3 separate regions of the Mus musculus genome follow, and all the other regions are linked to region 1. Evidence: chromatin contacts called from public Hi-C data. All regions are on one chromosome and are shown on one strand. The core of a region is the stretch at or near the end of the contact, and the rest is flanking DNA. Distances in the headings are between cores, read along the strand shown. Region 1 has its middle 11 kb from the start of Gm37004. Region 2 overlaps Ppp1r1c (protein phosphatase 1, regulatory inhibitor subunit 1C). Region 3 has its middle 38 kb from the start of Gm39867.

Evidence for each region. A called contact is a pair of places that touch in the nucleus more often than the background predicts.
Region 2: a contact with region 1 is called in a Hi-C map of the N1E-115 cell line, with 15 times the contacts expected there. The contact joins two enhancer-like sites. A contact is called at or near these places in 2 of 39 promoter capture datasets (the 3T3-L1 cell line and hippocampal neurons), 3 of 15 datasets of contacts at CTCF or cohesin (the NIH/3T3 cell line, large pre-B cells and pro-B cells), 55 of 484 Hi-C or Micro-C datasets (the 3T3-L1 cell line, 3T3-L1-derived adipocytes, the Ba/F3 cell line and 36 more) and 1 of 115 datasets of contacts at active chromatin or transcription factors (astrocytes).
Region 3: a Hi-C map of the G1E-ER4 cell line shows a contact between it and region 1, with 11 times the contacts expected there. The contact joins two enhancer-like sites. A contact is called at or near these places in 2 of 15 datasets of contacts at CTCF or cohesin (CD8 T cells and large pre-B cells), 76 of 484 Hi-C or Micro-C datasets (the AML12 cell line, B cells, the C2C12 cell line and 52 more), 5 of 115 datasets of contacts at active chromatin or transcription factors (CD8 T cells, PVALB interneurons, bone marrow-derived dendritic cells and 2 more) and 1 of 9 other capture datasets (embryonic stem cells).

What each region holds. Positions count from the first base shown.
Region 1 is chr2:78,960,609-78,963,340 of GRCm38.p6, forward strand. No RefSeq gene overlaps it. Among named protein-coding and RNA genes, the nearest start is that of Gm37004, 11 kb to the right of the region's middle. Within about 2 kb of position 1,378, at least 42 of the 459 cell types and tissues checked have an H3K27ac peak or open chromatin away from gene starts, as enhancers often do. A contact at or near this core is called in the G1E-ER4 cell line, the N1E-115 cell line and cerebellum, where this site is marked.
Region 2 is chr2:79,767,645-79,770,376 of GRCm38.p6, forward strand. The region is part of intron 4 of Ppp1r1c (protein phosphatase 1, regulatory inhibitor subunit 1C); the gene reads left to right. Among named protein-coding and RNA genes, the nearest start is that of Ppp1r1c, 61 kb to the left of the region's middle. Within about 2 kb of position 1,402, at least 9 of the 459 cell types and tissues checked have an H3K27ac peak or open chromatin away from gene starts, as enhancers often do. A contact at or near this core is called in the N1E-115 cell line and cerebellum, where this site is marked.
Region 3 is chr2:79,509,935-79,512,666 of GRCm38.p6, forward strand. No RefSeq gene overlaps it. Among named protein-coding and RNA genes, the nearest start is that of Gm39867, 38 kb to the right of the region's middle. Within about 2 kb of position 1,362, at least 59 of the 459 cell types and tissues checked have an H3K27ac peak or open chromatin away from gene starts, as enhancers often do. A contact at or near this core is called in the G1E-ER4 cell line and the N1E-115 cell line, where this site is marked.

The DNA of each region.
Region 1 (2,732 bases), core at 128-2,627:
CATCAGGGTTGCCTGACTTAGTAAAAAAGAAAAAAAGAAAGATTAACATTTTAGCTAAACTATCTGAAAGGTTTGGATAGTAATAAGGCTTTCTTACCACTTAATATGCCCTGGTGAAACTCTATGATCTGCTATGTAGTAACATTGTTAAACTGTTACACCTGGAAGGCTTCATTTAAGACATTTGCTGTCTAACTAAAAGGAGATGGTTTCTTGTTATTCATTCACACATAAGGGAAGGCAAAAATAATCACCGACTTGCATTCAACAAAACACGGAGTTAAGAGAAGCAGTCCCTAAGATGATGAGCCCATTGGCACCCTGCTCCATGAGGTAGAATCTACTGCAGCTGCGTCCTCAGTTTTATTAGGAAAGATAGCCCATTTTGTGATCTACGACGTTTAAATCAATTGAACTGTAGTGAAATCTCTCCCCTGAAATGGCTATTACACAGCTTGCAACCTTTTGTTCAAGAGATTAAGTTTGCATCTCCTCACATTATCTCCTTGTAATTGGAAAACTTTCATTTTGACGCAGAAAATGTGCCAGCGTCCCCGAGAGCCTTGCCACAAGCCAATGCAGAATGCCATCTGGAGGGTCCGTGCCCACATCAGGCGGCAGCCTCCTGTCGGGCAGGATCTGGAACTTTGCAACGAACAACTAATAACATCTTAAGCTCCATTTGTCTAGCTCATGAGTGCTCTTGGCAGAGGTCATAACCAGCAGTGGTTTTCTTGATTTGCTGCATCAAATGTAATTAGGTTAAAGCACTCACTGACAGAGCCTCTGATAATGGCATGAAAGCCTCAGGCTTGAATTTACCCATCCAGTCAAATTTAAGTTTAGAGCAGCAAAGATGTATTAATTTCATCACTGGGACAATGAATATTGGTAAACTTGAAAGGTATTTATTTGGAACAAAGCAGTTTTCCTTCCTTTGGATTTCATACGTCTTTGGTTTCTGTTTTAAAGTTGAATTGAATCAATGCATGTTCTGGTTCCTAGCTTCTGATAAAGTCGCTGATGTCCCCTGCTAGGAGACATAGTCTCATGTGCACACAAACCACACATCTGAACCATTGGTCATACTGTGTAAAATGATAAGATATCTTCAGCGTGTTACTCTGCATAACTGAATTCTGACAGTTGTTATTCATAAAGACAGAAACGACACCGTGGTTGACCTTTTAACCCTTGCCTGTTGAAAAACTCCAGGGTAGCAGAGGTCTCTTCATAAATGAGTCAGGTCGTGGCTGTGAGTAAAACAGAGAACCATTGCTGAGGGTTAAATTTAGGGCAAGCTCGGGCCCAGAGCATGAGACAGACGTTAGCTATTATTAAGGGTATACAAAAAGAGTTTCTGCTCTCTGCTAGAGAAAGAGAGAGCTGGAGTGTGGTCTCAGCCAGAAGGCAGAGGTTCCTGGCATGGCTGCAATGTTAATGATCCTCACAAGGCTTTAAGAATCAGCAGTGGAGTTAGGATGTGACATAAAAGACAGTCTCAGGAGGGCTGAATTTTTCAAACTGACTTCCACATTTCTTCTCCTGTCCCTGTCTCTTAGAAATACTGGCACTACTGGAGCCAGTGGAGGAGCACAACTGAAATCTCTCAGGAACAGCAGTGATTCCCGTTGACTTTGTACCTCATTGGGGGATGGGGTGTTAGTTTGAATGTTTCAGGTGGTTCTCCTTCTGATAAAAGCAATAGGCATGTGTGAGGATGAGGTTAAGTAAGTGTTTATTTGAGGATTTAATATTGCACACGCTGATGGAGTACAGCAATTACCGTGCTGTGATTTTCATATTCATATGTGCCATATTTATTTGTTGTTTACCTCTCTGCATAATGGAAATGCCATGAAAATCTGTTCCTTCTACTGCTTTAATTTTAAATGAAGCTAAATGTTATGTATAATTTTAAGTTACAGATTGCTAATTTCATTCTGTTTTAAATACTCTACACATAAGAAGCTCTTAGGCTCCTGCAGGAGTCCCTGCTTTGAGCAGAATCAAAGCATAATTCTCTCAGTAATTATATAATAGGTAGGTAGTTAATAGATTAAACATGAGCCCGAGACATCATCACATCGACAGTCTATTTCAAACCATATAGTTACCTGTGCTGTTCATATGTATATGACTCTCTGTAAATAGAATGTGTATGCCTTTGTAACTTTCCTGACAAATATAATGTAGTTAAAAGCTTACTGCATCTGTTGTAAAGTATTTGCATCTAGCTTACTTATTAGTAATCTGGTTACAGACTCGGTACTTGGTGAAATGGTTGCGAAAGCTTCAGGAACAACCCAGTTTTCACCTACTTTCACGATAGTATTTTAAAGAGGCTGCCAATGGCAGAATGCAAAGCTAGTTTACCTTATAAAGGAACAAAGCAAGGGAAACATTGAAAAATTAACTCTATAGCTGTTGTGTAGCTTTCTGTCACTAGCCTGAGAATCCCTTCATGTGCTGTATCTCAACTTCTGTTTCCTGGCCCATCCTTTTTTTTCCTCTCCTCAACTCCAGAGCTGTATCTGGAACCTGGTTATATGCCATCCAAGACCTACTAAAATTATTCACTCATTTAATATGCATCACTCTACACTTAGCACATATATATCTATATCTACCTAGATGTCTCTATCAATCTATTTATCTATGTAGATATTTGTTAGAGATATTCATATTTAGATGTCTATATAGAGATATTTAGATAAGGTCTCTCCTGCTGG
Region 2 (2,732 bases), core at 152-2,651, 810 kb after region 1:
AATCTTTTTTCATATGATCTTTTCATTCTGGTTTCTGCAAATTACTTCGTTTCTTTTAAAGGATGACCTTTGTGTTTATATTAAAATATAAATTTATTTTTAAAACGCAATTGTAATATAAATCTTGCTGTGATAACCATGTTCTCCTCAAACTATGTTTCCAGCTAACCTTGTCTCTCCCCAGGGCAAGTCCTCATCAACTCCCTAGACTGCTGACCACACAGATCTCAGTCCTGTTTAATTCCTCCAGTTATTTCAGAGTAAGGCCCTGGAGTAGACTTTGGTGGGCCCCTTACCTGACTGCCTCTTCAACTGCAACTAATTTCTTTCCTTCCCCTTTCTTCTTCCCACCCCCACTGCAGCAATGCAGAGCTTCGCTTGATTCTTTGGAAATATACACAGCTATTGTTTGACTGTTATGTCTCCGGGCTTTGTCTATAGCCTCATTCTTGTAGAAGGTTTTTCCCCCTTGGTCTGATTCTAAGTCCTTTGAACTATGCCTGGTTAAGATGGTGAGGAATTCCACAGAGGCCTCTGTGTGGTATCTGTAATTCGCATGAGCTAGATGTAGTCTCATCAGGACAGGACCTATGTCAGGTGTGTTCTCTTTCATCTTCCATTCATATTGCAACTGCTTGTGATAAATGCTGAATCAGTGGGTTTGTAATCCAGATTTAAAAATTATAGTAACAGCTTAATTTTGCCCACATTGAAAAAAAAAAACTTTTTTTCTTTCTTTCTTTTTTTTTTTTTTTTTTGCATGTGTTTTATTCATTGACTCAATTACTACCTGACTCAATTACTACCGCATGCTGCAGGCATTTATAAAATGACTTCTGTCTGCCAGGTCACAGATTAGACGCTGGAGCTGAGATGTGCCAAGCGTCATCTCTGTCAACAGAGAAAATGTCAGATGAGAAAGTGAGCCGTGTGGAAGCTAATTATTGGCTGCCTGAGATGTATTTGGATAGCAGCAATTGAAGGCGGAGGAGGAAGTAGCCACCTCTGCCTACAAAGTCCAGGAGAGGCTCCACAGGAGAAAGAGACTTCTGTGCCAGAGGTGGGGCAAGCAAGCTCTTAGGAGAGAGGAGTGGGGGGGGGGGATACCAGGTGGATGATTTGTCAGAACTGGACAGGCAGACTGTGAAGGGCCATCTGTGTTCCAAACACTGTGAGCTGCTGAGGATCTCCTGAGGCCTCTACTCAGGTCTGGGCTGTGTTCAGAGACAGCAGCACATTCTATTAACAATTGTTTACTTAGGATAGGAAATAATGGGTTTCGCTGTAGCATTTTAAACTTGTATACTTTGCTCACATTCCCTACCTTGGCTCCTTCCATTTTTTTTCTGCCCTTGTGAAGATAGCTAGATAATGCATAGGTAGGTAGACAGATTCCATATGGAAGAGAAACTTGTAACATTTGTCAATGTCCTTTCATTTCCTTGTTCCTTCCTCCTATTCCCTTTAGGCCCTGGCTCCGTCCTCCAGCCACATAGCTCCATCTGTGCTTTTATGTTACACACACACACACACACACACACCACCCTATATAGATTCCAAACATGAGAGAAATAACACACTTACAGATAACATGTTCTGTTTCCACCTTCATCATCACCATCATCGCTGAGACAAGGTCTCTTACTAAAACTGAAGCTCATTGAGTTGGCTAGGCGTCCTGGCTAATGAGTTGCAGAGATCTTCCTGTCTATCCTTCCCTAGTGCTGGGATTACAGGAGTACAAAGCTCTCCCTGGGCATTTTATATGTGTGCTGAATTTAGGACCACGTGTTTGCATACCTTGATAGGCTAAGTCATCTCCCCACCTCTTGATTTGACTTTTAAATCTGTTGTGTTACATAGTCTTGAAAATATGGGGCTTTTGGAAAAAGGACATATATATTATATACACTGTTGCTTTTTCCGTGAGACTACTTTCGATGATTATATTTGCCTCAGCTCATCTGCCTGTCCTTAATACTGCTGTTTATGGAAAGATGGCAAACTACTAGAGCCAACCTGGGTTTTGTTTCCTAAATAATGGCTGTGACTTGTGAGAAGTTTAACTACTCATCATGTTATCTTTCAAATAAATTAATGGAAATCCAAGTCAAAATCTGTTATGATATAAAATCTTCATAATAATGAGGGATTGGTTCTTAGTGGGGCAAGTTTAGGATAGGATTACATTCCTTGGAAACACGTGCTGCTCTATAAAACCCGTCTAAACATGTTCCCTCTTAAAACCATAATATTCTCGTCTGAACTTCAAAATCCAGGCTGATCTGAAAGATAATTTTATGGCCAGTGCTGTTAATTTCTTTCTCAGTGACTCTCTTGACTAGAAAGTACGGAGGGCTCTGAGAGCGTGGAATGAATGGTTGCCGTCCTTTTCTTTCTGGATGTAAACCTGTTTCTCAGCCCTCATTCAGTTCTTGAAAGATTATTGGTCTTTACATCCCAAATGTGGTAAGACTGACTGAGCCATTTGTTGTGAAGGGAACAGAAAATGACATCAGTGGGCATCAATATTGCTGTCAATCAAGACAAACAAATCTATTACACTTGAATGCTGCATAGTCCTGGGTGAACGACCAGTGGAAAGCAAGATGCTTCAAATTGTGAGGAAAGCATACAATTGTGATTCTTCCACTAAGAAATAAAATAGCAAGTACTGCAATGTCCAAAGGTTACAGTTGCAGGGAAAATAGTAGGTCACAACACACACACAC
Region 3 (2,732 bases), core at 112-2,611, 550 kb after region 1:
TGTTGATTCGATGATATACCTGAAATATGAAATATGAAAAGTGAATAATGGATATATTTTCACATGATGAATTCTTAAACCAAAGCCTAACAACCACAAAGTGTTTCTGTGCCATTTGAGAAAATTAGGCCAGAAACATTAGTGTTTTTCTCTTTGATTTCCCCGGTAGATCAGTGTAAATTGGCAGTAGAAACTATGTATCATCATGAAGGTCAGAACAGAGACTCAGAAGAAAGAAAACTGCATTACAGCTGTGGGTGTAGGGCCAGGCAACTGTGAGAGTGAAGGTCCAAAGCCACCAGGCAGAAACTGTGAGAGAAACACGTATTTCCCAAGTCAGGAACTGAAGCCAAGTAGAGGTGCATTGTCACAGTGTCCACAGAGAAGCTCCGGGGACACAGAGTCTTTTGTTTCTTGCCCTTTAATATAACGGCAACAGAAACATATAGGAAACCAGGCCTTTCCAGTGTGACCTAACTAGGAGTCAGTGCAAACTGACTGGGATAATAAACTCCAACTCCCTATAAGTCATGTCATGAAAGGTAAGGGCAAAGAGTCAATGGACATAGCCTGGGTGATTAATATTTTCTTTGTGTTTTACTTATTTCAGTCCAGGAGAGAAGCAATAACTTAAATTGCTGTATATGGTAAACATCAACACCAGGTTTTGTGTTGGAGGCCGTATCTCTTGGATTAGTTCTAGTTAGTGGCATACAGGACTGAGCTCCTGTTCTCAGTTTAATAAACCAGACCGTGGCTCTGTCTAACCCCTGACGCAGCCCAATGGAGAGATGCATCAAATGAAAGGGGAAGAGAGGTTTAACTGAACAGTTTATACCTTTGAAGTATTATGAACTCACTCTCACATTCCACGAGAACACGTTTGCTTTTCTTGGCCCTGTCTTGATAGATTTCCACTCCTCTTGTTACACAGGCAGGGTGTGGATCGCTACACTGGGAGGCTGAAGGCACCATCAAAACGGTTCCCTCTCCTCAGCTCTTGAGAACACGTTTCCAGCTCCAGTCCGAGCTTTCCACTTATCACCAAATAGAGCTCCCAACATTTCCTGGTGACGATTGTGTTAATCTGCCAGTTTTCTCCAACAGGAAGCCTTTTCCTGATATAATCTAAATGTTCCTCTACCTAACTCCATCCCACTGTTCACTCCCATGGCTATCTCTTTGAATACTGCAGAACGGTATCAGCTCCTTTGTCTGACTCCTATTTTTAGACCCAATTTGTTACGTCCATAAAGCCAATGGCTTAAATTTAGCTCCGTTTGAGTTTCTCCCATTAGTCACTTAGTGTGTCACTCCCTTAGTCATTTTTGTTGCTTGGTTGGTTTTCAGTTTCGTGATGCTCGGCCTTAAGAATGAAAACAGTTTTTCAGGGACAGCTCATAAGGGTGGAGTCAGTTACTGTAGTCTACAGATGAAATGGCCCTACCTATTGCTGACATGTACACTTAGTATCCTTAAATTTTTCATCCTTTCTCAAGCCATGTTCCTTCCATCTTACATGACTAGTTTTGAGCTCCTAGTAACGTGATGTCCCACAATGCCATGCCATTTTCAGACTTCAGCACTATGCCTGGAACAGTTGGAGCTACTGATACCCCTGGTGAACAAATGAAAAAGTTAATGGCTCAAACATTGCTAGTGAGGTCATTTGTAAGTTATTTGTGTAGAATTATAAAATGCTTTAGTTTTCTACTACTTAGGAAACCTCTTATTATAAATTATAGGCAGATAATAAAGTGACGTTGGATGGAGTGGTAGATAAATAGATTGACTGACTGATTTATTAACTGATTTAGATTTGCCAGCATATAATCTTGTCCCATAGGATTTGTGACGTAGGAAGTAGTGTGAGAAGTCTGACACCTGTTCATACTTTACTCTTTGTGCAAAGATGCTGTCATATAATGCCATGGGTACCGCCCAGGGATAGCTGCTATTTAAATGGCCTTATCTTTATTTGTTTCAAGTTCTGAATGTTTGGCAGCTCTCTGGGAACCCACCAGGTTAGTTCTGATGAGTCTCACATAAGTGCTATAACTCAAGGGAGTGGGAAGTTACCCTCTTGTACTTATGAGACTCATTATTGGTCAATAACCAGCATCCATTGGCGATTCTTGCTGTGGTCTTACAGCACTTTCGTTTCTGTATGTGCTTTTTTATGTATTCGGGCTTTACAGGGAATTGTGAAGTTGGTCGCTTGGTGGCGCTGTAGCTAATAGCTTGATTTTCTTTTGTATTTTTCCATCGCCTTCTTAGCTTTTGTTTTTTAATGACAGCTACGTGAAATATGCTCCCGTCTTAAAACTCTGCTGCAGGAGAAATGATTTAATGGCTCTTGACTTCTGGATTAATTTTGAGCATTAGAAACATTGTAAAAACAGATTCTTGCTAGTAATGATCATTATCATGATGGCTTGGGGCATAATCATTTACCAACATTAGCCAAGTGATTAAAATCCATCATGAGTTTAATTTGTAAAGATTTAGTTCCTTTGCAATAAATGGCTAATGGTATTAGCCTCATCTGTGTGGGGCCCGAATTTACCATTCTAGGACTTTGAGCTTTCAAACTAGATTTCTGTCCACCCTTGCTGCCATATGTCATTCATGCCTGATATTTACCAAGTATGTGGCATTTCCTATATCAGTGCTGAATGGGGCCATATGGTGTACAACATACAGGCAGTCATAACCTGCTAGTTCATAATTTA